4 separate regions of the Mus musculus genome follow, and all the other regions are linked to region 4. A link is a contact called in public Hi-C and promoter capture Hi-C data. All regions are on one chromosome and are shown on one strand. The core of a region is the stretch at or near the end of the contact, and the rest is flanking DNA. Distances in the headings are between cores, read along the strand shown.

What was found. Promoter capture Hi-C pulls out the DNA fragments that hold promoters and counts their contacts. Hi-C and Micro-C count contacts between places; a contact is called where the count stands out from the background.
Region 1: a promoter capture Hi-C map of pre-B cells shows a contact between it and region 4. The contact joins the promoter of Sap30 here to the promoter of Nek1 in region 4. A contact is called at or near these places in 1 of 39 promoter capture datasets (pre-B cells) and 2 of 484 Hi-C or Micro-C datasets (B cells and CD4 T cells).
Region 2: a Hi-C map of muscle stem cells shows a contact between it and region 4, with 3 times the contacts expected there. The contact joins the promoter of Msmo1 here to the promoter of Nek1 in region 4. A contact is called at or near these places in 1 of 39 promoter capture datasets (pre-B cells) and 4 of 484 Hi-C or Micro-C datasets (B cells, CD4 T cells, Th1 cells and 1 more).
Region 3: a contact with region 4 is called in a Hi-C map of regulatory T cells, with 10 times the contacts expected there. The contact joins the promoter of Tmem192 here to the promoter of Nek1 in region 4. A contact is called at or near these places in 1 of 39 promoter capture datasets (pre-B cells) and 3 of 484 Hi-C or Micro-C datasets (CD4 T cells, CD8 T cells and regulatory T cells).

Annotation. Positions count from the first base shown.
Region 1 is chr8:57,486,458-57,489,567 of GRCm38.p6, forward strand. Sap30 (sin3 associated polypeptide) reads right to left here and starts at 1,403. Exons shown (of 4, transcript NM_021788.2): 1 at 795-1,403. The coding sequence starts at 1,109. 2500002B13Rik (RIKEN cDNA 2500002B13 gene) reads left to right here and starts at 1,506. Exons shown (of 4, transcript NR_126553.1): 1 at 1,506-1,736.
Region 2 is chr8:64,732,194-64,735,521 of GRCm38.p6, forward strand. Msmo1 (methylsterol monoxygenase 1) reads right to left here and starts at 1,385. Exons shown (of 6, transcript NM_025436.3): 1 at 1,315-1,385.
Region 3 is chr8:64,945,773-64,949,099 of GRCm38.p6, forward strand. It overlaps Tmem192 (transmembrane protein 192), which reads left to right and starts at 1,413. Exons shown (of 6, transcript NM_028427.3): 1 at 1,413-1,561. The coding sequence starts at 1,535.
Region 4 is chr8:60,991,838-60,995,006 of GRCm38.p6, forward strand. It overlaps Nek1 (NIMA (never in mitosis gene a)-related expressed kinase 1), which reads left to right and starts at 1,356. Exons shown (of 33, transcript NM_175089.4): 1 at 1,356-1,926.

The DNA.
Region 1 (3,110 bases), core at 153-2,652, 3.5 Mb before region 4:
AGTTAAAAATATACAGGATGTCTGGAGGTTCTGTATCTTGTTCTTCCTTTGCCATCAGTCAGAGCTCTGAAAAGTAGCAATGGAATTCTCTGAAACCTCATAGCTGGCCAAAACAGCAGACGTGCATAAAGACAGAAAAAGAAATCCCGATGGCTGCCGAGAGGGCTGTAAAACCGCAGAGGCTTATTTGCAGCCTTGGTTCGGAGCAGCTGCCCGAAGAGCTGACACCGCAAACAACGTTTACAATCATCTATCTCCCTGTAAGGCAACTGGTGAGCTCAGCTTGCTTGTCTGTGTTCAAGAGAAAGAGAACAACGAGGAGGAAAGAAAAAAAGAAAAGACAAAAAGGAAAAAAAGAGAGAGAGAGAGAATTGTGGGGTCCAGCCAGACTCTACTTTCCCTAGAGGAGCGAAGCTGCTCCCTAGGGCAGACACCGGCTCTGGCAGCAAAACAAAGGCGCCTCCATTCCAGAAGGGACTGCCCGGCTGCGAGAAAACTACTCCGGGCCCTCGGTGCTGCGGTCCCCTTTGTTTCGTTTCCAGATCGCAGCAAAGGAGGAAGAGGGAAGCCTGGCGTGGGAGACACGCGAGGCAGCGGGAGTCCGGGCGAGGGGCGGAGGAGCCCCGCACCACTGCGCGAGCGCGCGCTGGGGAAGGTGGCCGGAGTTGCAGGGACTTTGTTTCAATCAGAGAACCACTAATCCCACCTGCAACCCAATCCCCGAGACTCGTGAACCCCGCCAACCATCCGGCGAGGCACGCAGGATAGGGCAGGGCGGTCCCTGGGCCACTTACACTCTTATCCAGCTCGATCTTCACCTTCTTCTGAGAGATGCTCTTCTGGATCCTTTTGCTGAAGCTGGCGTTGCCTGCCGCGCGCCCGCACCGCTCACCGTCCTCCCGCAAACAACAGAGTTGCCCAGGGCCGGGACCGGCCGCTCCAGGTGGCCCAGAAGCTGACACTGCACCGGCACCGGGTACCTCTGCCCCACCGCCGGCTGCGTTCCCATTCCCCGCCGAGGCGGCGGCAGCCGCAGCAGCGACCACCGCGGCCACGGCGGCGGCCGCGTCCCCGCCTCGGCTCATCTCCTCCGGAGTGAAGCCGTTCATGTCTGCCAGTTCGGGGGCGCCGGCGCCGCTACAGAGCCCCGCTCGCCGCGCCGCTCCGCCTCCTTCCCCTGGGCGGCCGTTCACTCCGCACCCCAAGTCTGGTGGCGGCACGGTCCGACGCCCAGAGTCCAGGGCCGGCCGGTCTGTCGGTGCTGGAATAGCTACCAGGTCCTGTGACTGTGATCAGGAGTGAAGTGGCGCCTAGAAAGGAGACCCCACTCACTGTCACATGGAGACTTCAGCAGTTGGACCGCAGCTCCTCCGCCTCCTTCTCAACCCCAGAACCTGCGCGAGGGAGACGCCCCTCCTCTGGCCCCGCCCCACACCTGCCGCGCGGCCCCACGGGAATGGTAGTTCTTGATCGAGGAGCTAACTTGCGCTCTGTTCTGATTACGTGCGGGACCAGCGGGACAAACTACTCATCCCAGCATGCGTCGCGTGGCGAGCCACCCCTAGTTTTTTTTTTTTTCCATTCCAAGCACCGGGCAAGTCTGACTGTGAGGTCAGGCTTTTACCGTGTTTTCTCGCCTCTATTCTCTCCTGCGAGCAAGGGCTGGTTTTAGCTCCTCTTGTTTCGCAAAGTTAGTGTTCAGACCGCCAGCTGACTCCTGGGAAGAAGCATTAATGGTGTGTGTGTGTGGGGGGGTGGGGGGTGGGGGGGGGTAGTAAGAATTAAGTGAGAAAAAGTTTACGGGCTGTTTGGTATTTATTGAAAGAAAACTCGGGATACCTAGCGCTCTTTAGGCGGAGAGTCCTTCATCTCCATCTCCATACCGCAGCTGACTTCTAGAGCGTGGCAGGTCCTTGGCATACTCGTGTGCCGACGGGTTGGCAGGCATCGGGCTGCTTGTCGCCTCTACTGCCACTTGGATTCCTTTCAAACGGATCTAAGAGGGTTTAAGACCATTTAAAGGAAGCACACTAGTATCACGTCTGCAGACTACTCATCAAAACTTAGCCCTGGCTGTAGGGGACGAGGATCGAGAAACCTCTTTTCTTGAGTCATATGCATGCGTACATGTGTGCTTGTGTGTGCCGCGGGTGTGTGTGTGGGGGGGGGGGGGGTTGCGCGCGTGCGCGCCTGGGTACGTGTTTGTGCTCGCGTAATGTGTATTTTTGCCTGTGCCTGTGGTGGGCGGGGTGGAAGAATGGGCGTGGCCATGCCAACCCTGAACCTCTGATAATTATTAGACTTAAGCTTAAGCAAAAATAATTTATTTCAAGTGGAAGAGTTTTGAGAAAGCCTGTTTTAGATTCAACCAATTCAGTGACGATTATATATATATATATATATAATCGTCACAGAGGTCATGAAAAACTTAGGCCCAAGCTTTCACACCTTTAATCCAAAGAGACAAAGCCAAGCAGATTTCATTGTTCAAGACCAGCTTGGAACAGAGCAAGTTCCAAATAGAGAAAAGTTTAAATCCAGTCATGGTAGAACATGCCTTTAATGCCAGCATTAATGATACAGAGCCACACATATCTCTGAGTTCAAGGTCAATATTCAGAGCAAGTTCCAGGACAGCTAAGCTTAGGCTGGGAAGGAGTTGGAAAACATAAAGTTGGTAATAGAATAAGAAGGGGCCACATTCCAGCCTCAGCAAGTAGCAGAACTCAGGTGCTCCGGCTATGTGGCTGGCTTTAGAGTCAAGAATAGAAGGCACCACTAGGACAATTGATGCTGGCTAGCTGGAGCTAAGAAATTAGCAGTGATTACGAAGAGATCAATACCACAGAGGTGAAATCGTCTGGGAGTTGTTTTCTGAAGGCAAAAGAAGCTGTGTTTCCGAGATACCCAAGTTTGTACCCTGTACTGCAGCTGTACTTGGTAATGTATAAGTGTCACCCAAGTGGTAGTGGTTTTGAAGGTATGAAGGGGTCATGAAGAGCAGCTGTGAGAGGCCAGGGAAGACCATTGGTGAAAGTGCAGCCTCAGTTGTTGATGGGTTAGGACTGAAGAGGTTATGCAAAGGATTTGAGGCGTGGCACCATGAAGAG
Region 2 (3,328 bases), core at 135-2,634, 3.7 Mb after region 4:
ATCGTTTTCTATTTCTATCCGTATGCTCAACTTACTCTTAAAAAAAATTTCACAAAGTGCCCCAGGTCTGTCTGTCTCTCTCTCTCTCTCCTCTCTCTCCTCTCTCTCTCTCTCTCTCTCTCTCTCTCTCTCTCTCTCTCTCTCTCTCTCTCTCTCTCTCTCTGCCTGTCTCTCTGTGTCTCAAGATCTGTGTCTTAAGTTGGGCTTAAAACTATGAAACTAAGGACGACCTTGAACTCCTGATACCCTGCTGAGATTACCAGTGTTCGCCCACACACTCAGCAACCATCAAGATTTGACATTTCTCCATTTGACATTTTTCCTAGTCTCATGGAATGCTGGTTGATACCCATCATCTGTAACTCTTATCCTGATTTAGATTCTGATTACCCAAAAGGCTGCTGGCCTGGATCAAACTTGAATGCATCCTACAGTGCCTCAGGTGCCCATCGCAAACACGCTTTAATGCCTAACTTGAGAAACTTCATCACCTCCAAAAGAGCTGTTCTAGTCTCTAACTCGGCATCCTCGACTAAGTCTCCCAACTTCCACACAATGCTGAGACAGCGTTCAGTTACCTCAAGTTCACGCTCCGTAATGAGGAGAGGAAAACAGGGCATGTAGTTTTAAACAAAGTGTCAGATAAAGTGATCAGACAGGAGAGGGGAAAGCAGGCTTTGCTGAAATGAATATCCTGCCTTTTCAGTTTTGAGCAGCCTGCTTGCCTGGAAATTCGATCTGAATCAGGTAGACTAGATCCTCGGATTTCAAAAAATAAAAAGGATGAAAAAAAAAATGTATTCGTAGGATAACTTAACTCCTGGCTGACGATCCCAGCCCCTCTTTCGGCACTGCAGCTTAGAGAAGCCTTAGGCACAGGGTCAGGATCCATTTAAACATAAGTTTAAACCTTCATGGTTCAAGCGCGGGTAATTCTCCTAATGTGAAGCCCAGACCTCTCGTCCATGCACCCCTCTCTCACATGGAGCCACATCCTACAATACCTCTGGGACAGCTTCCTAGATCCACAAACACAGAACACACCCTACTCCCCCACTTGGTGATGGTGTTTTTGTAAAAAGTTTTTAAGACTCAAGTCAATGAACCAGACTCCAGGTGATTGCAAACTCTTTAAAGGGCAGGAAGTGTTGTCATTCCAGTTGCATCACTTGAGAACCTAGGCTCCTTGCCTGGAGTCTCGCACAGCCCACCCAGGTTCTTCCCACCGCATCCTTACCGGCCTCAGCCGGACACCACCCTGCTGGTCCCCGTCTCAGTCGCCCTCCACCCGGATCAGGCTAGAGAGCGCCTTACCTGGCGTCCCCGCGACAGACAGCGGTCTAAGCGCAAGTCCTGGCAGGTGCAGCGGCCTCCTCACTACCTCTGCCGGCTCAGGGGCAGGGCCCGGAGGCCGGGCCCCGGCTCGCCTGTCGTAATTGGTCCGCCCCACTCCCGCCCTGCCTTCGCCGTGCAGTGATTGGTCCGTGCTAAGGCCCGGCAGCGTGTGACTCAAGTCAACGAAGCCCTAGCGGCGCCAGTCATTGGCTGCGCGGATGGAGTGAGAATAGTGAGACCCGCGCGGCCAGCCAGTCGTCCGCGCGGCAGCGCAGCTGGAGGCGGGGCGCCGCGCGAGCGCGTGACGGCGTGACGGGGCGGGGCAGCCGCGCGGACCCGGCGTCGCCTTGGCAACCAAGCGGTGGGTTCCTAGGCGCCCAGTGCTGTGGGTGCGCTGGGTTGTAGCATCTTGCTACTCACATTGGCTTGGCTTCATCCAGAACCCGGGGAAAAAAGTGGTATATATGTTTTAAAGACTGATTTGAGTTTTTGGTCTTGCTTTCCTGTAGTTTATTCTGGATTTCGATCTTTCTTTTTTTTTTGAAAATGACACTTATTTCTTATTATTTATACTAGTATGAATACTACATTTATTTTCACTTTAAACTGGTCCACATATCATATAGTTTAGTTATAATAGTTTGAATTCCATTATAAATAATTAATTTTTACATACTAAATTTATTCTTCAAATTTATTAATGTATCCTTTTTCTTACACTCACAGAGCCAGAGACACAGAAAGCTAGAGAGACAGAGAGATAGACAGATAGGTATGATGGGGCTTGAGGGAGTTATAGTTGGGGAATGAGGGGAAAATATGGTCAAGATAAACTGTATAGATGGATGACATTTTCAAATAATATAAAATAATAAAAACAAAATCAGTGATGTAAGTTGGATTTTTTTTAGGCTACCCTGGAGTTTTTAAAAAAATCACTTTCTAATATTTATTGTAATCAGATTAATAAAACTAGGAATTAAATTTTCATGTTAATAATATTTTTGAGACATAAATATGAAAATGATATTAAGGTAACCTGACAATTTATATGTAATGGACAATTTTGTGTATTAGATTTCGATCTTCCTTAAGACAGGTCTCGAGTTATAGTCTGGCCTTTGAGCTGGATACGTAACCTAAGGACGGCCTTGACCTCTAGTCCTCAGGCCTTGGATCATCCATCTTGCCCCCCACGTACTTTAATAAGTGAAGCTTTTTTCAAAGTTCTATTCTTTTTATCTCATTTAGTGTCTGTCTGTGAGTGTGTGTTCACAAGGGGAGTTTGTGCTTCCTTCTGCTTTGTGCTGCTGAGGGTTAACCTCATACGCTCAGGCTTGTGCTGACTGAGCCTGGCAACTATCTTTTAATAAATCTCTGCACATGGACCATAGGGTACTAGTGCAATATAGATCCTGCAATAGCTGAGGGATGCCAGCATTTCCCGTGTTGCAGATTGAGAACAAAGCTCAGAGAGGCTAGGGGGAGGGGCACATGTATGCTGAGGCCCTGGCAAGGCAGCTCAGGGGTAGAGTTTATGCTTAACATTCTAGGGGGCTGAGTTCCACAGGTAGAAATTGGTTCTAAGTCAAGGGAGTTATCTGCTCCCTAGGTGTCAAGACCTGGACCTAAACCAGCAGATGAGCTAAGAACCAAGCCTGTGTAACGCTAGTGTGAGTGCCCAAAGACAGGAGCGCTTAGACTACAGCTCTAGGCTCCTTTTACACCACTTGTGAAAGCCTATCTAGAGATAATGTGGTGACAGGAAGCCAATCTTTTCCTTAAAGAAGGTGTCCCAGAAAAACCACAACGACAAAATACCATATCCACTGTGGTGGTGTAACCCAGGCACTTGGCAGATCGGACCAGGAGGATCAGAATTCAAGGTCAGCTTTGTCTACGTAACGTGTTCAAGGCCAATCAGGCTGCATGAGGAGGCCCTATCTCAAAACAAGAATAACCTTCCCCCACCGTACCCCCAACCCCCACCCCG
Region 3 (3,327 bases), core at 163-2,662, 4.0 Mb after region 4:
CTAGCTGTTCCAGGACACGAGGACAGGCATTCTTTCCAATGGACAAGTCTAGTCACTGTCCTTGGGGCCCAGTCTGCTCGGCGTTGATGACATCTTTGCCTTCCAATTCCTCTTCAACCACAGACCTTGAGGACTCTTCCTCAAATCTCTCTTCATTCTTCATGAGATATCTCGTGTAACCCAGGCTTGCCTCTAACGCACTATAAAGCAAAGCCTGGCTTTGATATCACGATTCTCTTGTCTCCTCTAAGACCTGGGACTACAGGTGTGTGCCACCACACCCACTTCCCCAGTTGGATTCTGTGTGTGTGTGTGTGTGTGTGTGTGTGTGTGTGTGTGTGTGTTTAAAACTTGGCCTGCAGAGATGGCTCAGTGCTTAAATGCACTAACCACTCTTCCAAAAAAAACCTGGGTTTGATTCCCAGAACCACTGTCTAACTCCAGTGTCTCATCTGGCCTCCCTGGGCAATAGGCACACACACAGTGCATAGCCACACATGCAAATAAAACACTGAAATGCATAAAATAAAAGCATTTTAAAAATACTTTGTATATAAAACAAAACAACTCATCCGTTGCGATGATGCACACTAGCGATGCCAGATTTCACTGTGTGAAGGCAAGTGGATCAGGAACTGAAGGCCCGTTTCAGTGCACATCAATTTCTAGGTCAGTGTGAGCTACTTGAGACTTTGTTTTAATTTTTACAAAAATGAGGACTGGGCAATGAATGGCTTTTGCTGTCAAGTCCAGGATTCACATAGTGGAAGAACTGACTTAATCTTGGGTCAAGTGTGGCGGCTCATCCGAGCATTCCACTAGGCAACAAAGACAGGCGAATCTCCGAGGGTTCAGTCTGGTCTACATAGTGAGTTCCGGAACACGTAGCGCTATGTAGAGAAACCCTGTCTCATAAAAACAAAACTGAAACCAAAAATAATCAAAGGACAGAAAAAGAAGAGATGGGGAAGGGGAAAACAGAAACAGAATACCTTAAAAAAAAAAAAAAACTACAGAAATTTCCTGTGGAGACATCTGTAAATCGTGTTATAGAAATTGGAATCTATTCTAATTAAGTCCCTCTACAGGTGGAATTGCGATTTTTACTGCGTCTTTTTCCAAACAGAGCTATCTATATTGTTGCAAACAAAAATTGCGCCAACAGAAATAAGTTAATATTCTAAAGAGAAGTAGTTTACTTGGTTTAAATGGTTGCTCGAGAAATTCATCCTTTAATTTCCAAATCTCTGATAAATGGATGAAGCAACAGTTTAGGGGAAACCCCAAAACAACCGCCTGGGCTACACTGCAGCTCAAAGCTGGAGTCTGCAGGGGGGGCCACGCCCCTGGCTGCTGATCGGCTGATCTAGGTGGAGGGGCGTGGCCTTCGGCGGCCGGGGCGGGGCGAGCGCAGAGTGGGTGTGTCCGAGGCGGGGCGCGCAGGTCCTAGTAGGTGCGACTGTCCCGGGCCGTCGGCGCCCGGGCGCTGGTGGAGAGGTCAGGCTGGCGGGGCATCGGCCCGCGACGGCGGGTCATGGCGGCGGCCGGCCGGCTGGAGGACGTGAGTGAGGCGCCGAGCCCTGTCCCCGCCATTCGGCTTCCTGTGCTGGGCTCAGGGGGCGGAGACTGCGGGCTAGGAGCTAACCAGAGCCGCAGCGGCTCGACCATCGGGGACGCAGGGTGCGGGGTGACGCGACGGGCGGGGACCGCGGACCCCGGGAACGTCTTCCTGAACGATCGGAGGGACACGGCAGGGTGGGCGTGCGGGACCCTTCACTCGGCGGCTCACGTGCAGTGCGCGTCTTTGGTTCCGGAAATGGGAGCTTCACGTGATGCGAGCTGGCTTGATCTGTCCTTCCTGGGAGAGACTGACAGGCGGGCTTGCAAGCCCGGGTGACCCGGCTTCTGTGGGCCCTCCTGCGTTGGTCGGAGAGCACCCGGAACTTGGAGTGACTCTAACCTCCAGCATCCCTCGGGCGGACTTGTAGCTCTCATCTCCCGGAAACGCAGATTGGCGCATAACAGTTATCATGTGCTGTTTTGAATGTAGGCATGATAGGAACAGTGCTTGGTTGCTTTAAAAAAAAAAAGTATTCGGTTGCCCAGTTCATGATGTAGCCATTATAGAATAATACAGTTGCAAAAATCTTGAGTTTGCAAGCTCATTAAGACACTGATTTATTTGAAATTGGGTGTGGGGCGGGGGAAACACTTTGGGAGGAAACATGCGTTTGTTTCCAGAACAAACTGTTTTGTCCAGTGGCATAATACAATTCCTGCCCTTGAGAAATGCAAGGCTGACATTATCTTAGCACAGTGACCTGAGCTAATAACTAATAAAAACATTATCATGGTCTTAGTATAAAAGTACATCAAAATAATAATAATAATAATGATAATAATAATAATAATTAATAATAGCAAGGTTCCAGAACTGTAAGGGCTTAGATTCTTGTGTGTTTGGGTCCTGCAGTCATTTATTTATTTATTTGTTTATTTAAGACTTGCTATGTAGCCCTAGCTGGCCTGGTACTCATTATATAGCCTAACCTGGCCTCAGATTTGCCTATCTTCCCTGACTCAACCCATTTTAATGCTAGGATGATGTAGCTAGTTACATTTTCTTGATGAAATATGTTTCTAACAGCAGGACTAATCTAGTTATTTTTCAACTGAGAAAATGGGAAAGCAACTACTACTTGGAAACTTAATACTTAGGCCTCTCATGGAGGGCAGTCTTGTAGCTGCCCTAACCAGACTAATCCTGGCACTATGTCATGCCATATGGCCACCTCTACCTCTCTGCTCAGCTCTGGTCCTGTTTACCCCCTTGTCTGCTGGCTGAATCCCTCACCTCTGATTTCTTCTCCCAGAATCCCTTTCTCTCCTGGAAAAGCCACCCTCCACTTCCTGCCTAGCTCTTGTCTCTCCTCTCCTTATTACAGCCAATCAGATACGATTCTAGATCAGATGGGGAGAATGAATATTTACAAAATAGAAACCCAGTAATGGGCTGTAGAAATGGCAAGACCAGGATTCTGCCAGCATTTAGCTCTCTGCTGGTCCAGAATTAGCAATTGGAAACACAGAGACACACCTTCACAGAATGTACCCCAACTTGAATATGCTGCTGTTTCCTTACCTGAGATCTGTCGTCTACAAACGGCCTTTTGTTGTATGACTACCATCAGACCAAGAGAGGGAGAGGGGAAATATTTAAAGATATTCCCACATGGATTTTTGTTTTTTGTTTTTTTGTTTTTTTTTTTACAGGCTCATACTAGGTAACTCAGGCTAGCCCCTGGCTTACAGTAATCCTCCTCCTGA
Region 4 (3,169 bases), core at 106-2,605:
TAGAAAAGTCGATTTGGGTGTGTGGGATGGGGAAAGGATGGAAAAGAGAAATCAACTGTCTACAGATCTTAGGCAAGGTCTATGCAGCCTCGGTAGTGTTCCATTCACACGAATGGAACAATGTGGACAGCAACTATGGCTGTATACAAAGACACTATCCTCTTCCTGCCTCAAGTATGGACTTCTAGAGTGCCATCCTCTAGCTCACTGAGTAGAGCTACTCGGGATGACACCAGGCTTGTTCTCAACTGTTTCAATTCCTGCATCGAATGATTTTTAGTCTACTGTACATCGTCAGTCCCTTCAGTATAAAGTGTATATACAGTAAACATAAAGGTGTAGGACACTGTAATGTAACTTTGTATTCTAAAAATTAAAGATAAAACTGCTTCGTTTAAGTTCACGAAGTAACTGTGGATATGTGCATAAGTTCAGGTCCCGGTGCTTGCAGAAGATGCTCCTGAAGTTGTTACAGGTGAGTTAACCAGACCAAGGTTTGCGTCCCAGAACCCTGGTCTTCTGTCTTCAGAGATGAGCTGTTTGAGCCATCCCTTAAAATAACTTTTTAAAGGGCATTGTACTTAAAGAAAAATTACTTGTAAATATTTGGCATCCTCAGTTAAGTAATGAGCGCTCAAATTAAAAGTACCTTATCTGTGTACCGTGTGGGAAAAAGTTGTTAATATGCTCTCTTCAGTCTGAGTCAGATTCCTGAGCGAAATTCCCGCCTTCACTCAGCCTAATTCTTTCCGGTTTTACTTTATTCTACCGACACCCGTCTTTCACATGCTCCTTTGAGCTTGGAGTACCTCACGCTCTCCCTTTGGTGCTTGGAGTTTTTAACTCTTGAAGTTGCTCCAGTCTCCACCTCCCCGCCCCCAGTCCCCGGTGCTTGCACCAATGCACTTGCCCAGTCCTTTCTCTAGTCCCAGTACTTCCTAGCTCTTTTGGCCCAAACATATTCCAATGGCCCCGCCCCTTGACGATGCCCCGCCCCATTCCCCCGTCCCCGATTCTGCCCTACCCATCCCCGGCTTGCTACGCTCCGCTCCCAAACCGCCCTTTTTAGCTTTTACCTACCACAGGCCCCCCACTCACTGCACCCTCTCCCTAGCCTCTCTCTCCTCTAGGCCGGCCTCTGGTCCTTCACGCTCCCCGCTAGCTCAGCTGCTGGCTGAGAGCCGGGTCCCACTAGCTTTCCTATTCCGTAACCCCGCCCTTCCCCGGAGCCCCGCCCCATCACTCTTAGTCCAGCCCCGCCCCGCACGTACAGTCCGTTCGCTTCGCCTGGCCCCGCCCCCCGCAGATCCCGGCTCCTCCCCTGCAGCGCCACAAGTCGGCTCCTGCGCGCTGACGTCACACGCCAGCGACAGTGACGCGAGGGCCGTTCCCCTCTCCTCAGCAGTAGCTCTATGGTTTCAGGGCGGCAACGTGCAGCGTCCTTACCTTGAGCCTGTGCAGTTGCCCTCACCCCGGAATCCATAGTCACTGTGACGAGGCGGGAGGACTTGGGCGACAGGTAGCCTCCCAGTCCCACACGCTGCGGGTCCGCGCCTGGCCAAGCCACCTCGACCTGTGAAGTTGGGGGCGGTACCCAGCAACTCCCCCTGTGCAGCCGCCGTTTCCAAGGGGTCAGGAACCGCTGTGTTTGTTTCGTCCGCGTAGCCAGGGCGGGTCGCGGAGTACTGTGCCTGACCCGACGGTGGCAAGTCTGACGCGTCAGCCAGAGACCGGTGCCCGGTGTAGGAGTCGCAGCCTGGGCTGTGAGCGGCTGCTGGGTAGACAGACTTGCTTTCTCTTACAGCATGTCATTTCCAAAATGCATCGTGGTGCTTCTGCCTTAAGTCCTATAGGAAGACACTGCCGCCACTAGACCGGTGCTTATGGTCGCCACTGTTATTCTGACTCAGGTCCCGTGTCATTGAGGTGAGTTGCGCGTGGGAAAGCAGTGACAGGCAGACAAGCAGAATGGTGAACTCACCGGGAGTGAGGAGACCTGTATAGATCTGTGGAGTGCATGGATACTCGCCTTAAGTGTTTGCGCCTAAAGCACCTTCTCCTTAAGTTGTTAATGGGGAGGACTTGTGTATGGCTCAAGGCAATTCTTTGGTATTCTAAAAAGATAACGCTCTCTTAAGAGACGATAAACTAATCTAAGTAGATGATAAGTCACTTAAATAGATTAGATTAGATGCCTGTATATTTTAATGAGAAAAATAGCAGTTAACTGGTTACCCTAAAGCTTTCCATGGTTTGACACAATTTCCACGTGTAAAGTATTAAAAGTTTTGCCACTTTAATAATTCAGTGTAACTTTGGGAAGGGGTCTTGGGGATTGGATGACAGGAACTCATTTTTGCTAGGCAGGTGATCTGCCACTGAGTTATATACCCTGCCCAATGTTTTATTCTTCCCTGTAAGATCTCCCTAGAAGCAGAAATATTTTTACTGCCTACATAAATCACATCGGAAATGTTTGTGAAGGCTTAAAAGCCCTAGTCCATCTGAGCTTTCACGGTGATGGGCTTTGCTTATGCTGCAGTAAGTGGAGGTGATGGGCAGCAGCCAGATGGAAAAAGAAGCAGTTCTTTGTTTCTAGTTTCTAGGATCTAGAGGTCTACATTTAAAATGGCCTCTTGTTCTGGTGAAACCAGAGTAACAGATTTTGTGGGGAAACTGGTTTTTACACTGAAAAAGAAAGTCTGTCAGAAATCTGATGAAGGCTGTGGGACTTAACCACAGTTCTTTTGAGGTCGTGTTACTAATGCATTGGCACTGTATTCCAAGTAGGTTTTACCCTTCTAGAATCGTGGACATGATAGCTTTTCAACAGAGGAAGTTTCTTTTTGCTTGTTGATAGTTTCTACTATAAACTCCTTGGGTATTGTCTAAATATATTTACCAAGAAGAAAACACATACTTAAAAAATATTAGCAATTCTTTATTTTTTTTCTAGAGATTCCTCATAATGAAAAAAATAGAGAATTTTCCTTTCTTGGAAAACACATTGACCGTTTTCTACAATTCAGGTTGTCTCTATTGTTTTGGAAGAACCGTGTGTATAGATTTTGCCTGCAGACAGTACCAGAAGACCTCTTGGCATCTGTTAGAAGTAGGCCTCACCTATTCCTAATGTTTCCCTTTGGAATAACCTATCCATCAAATATCT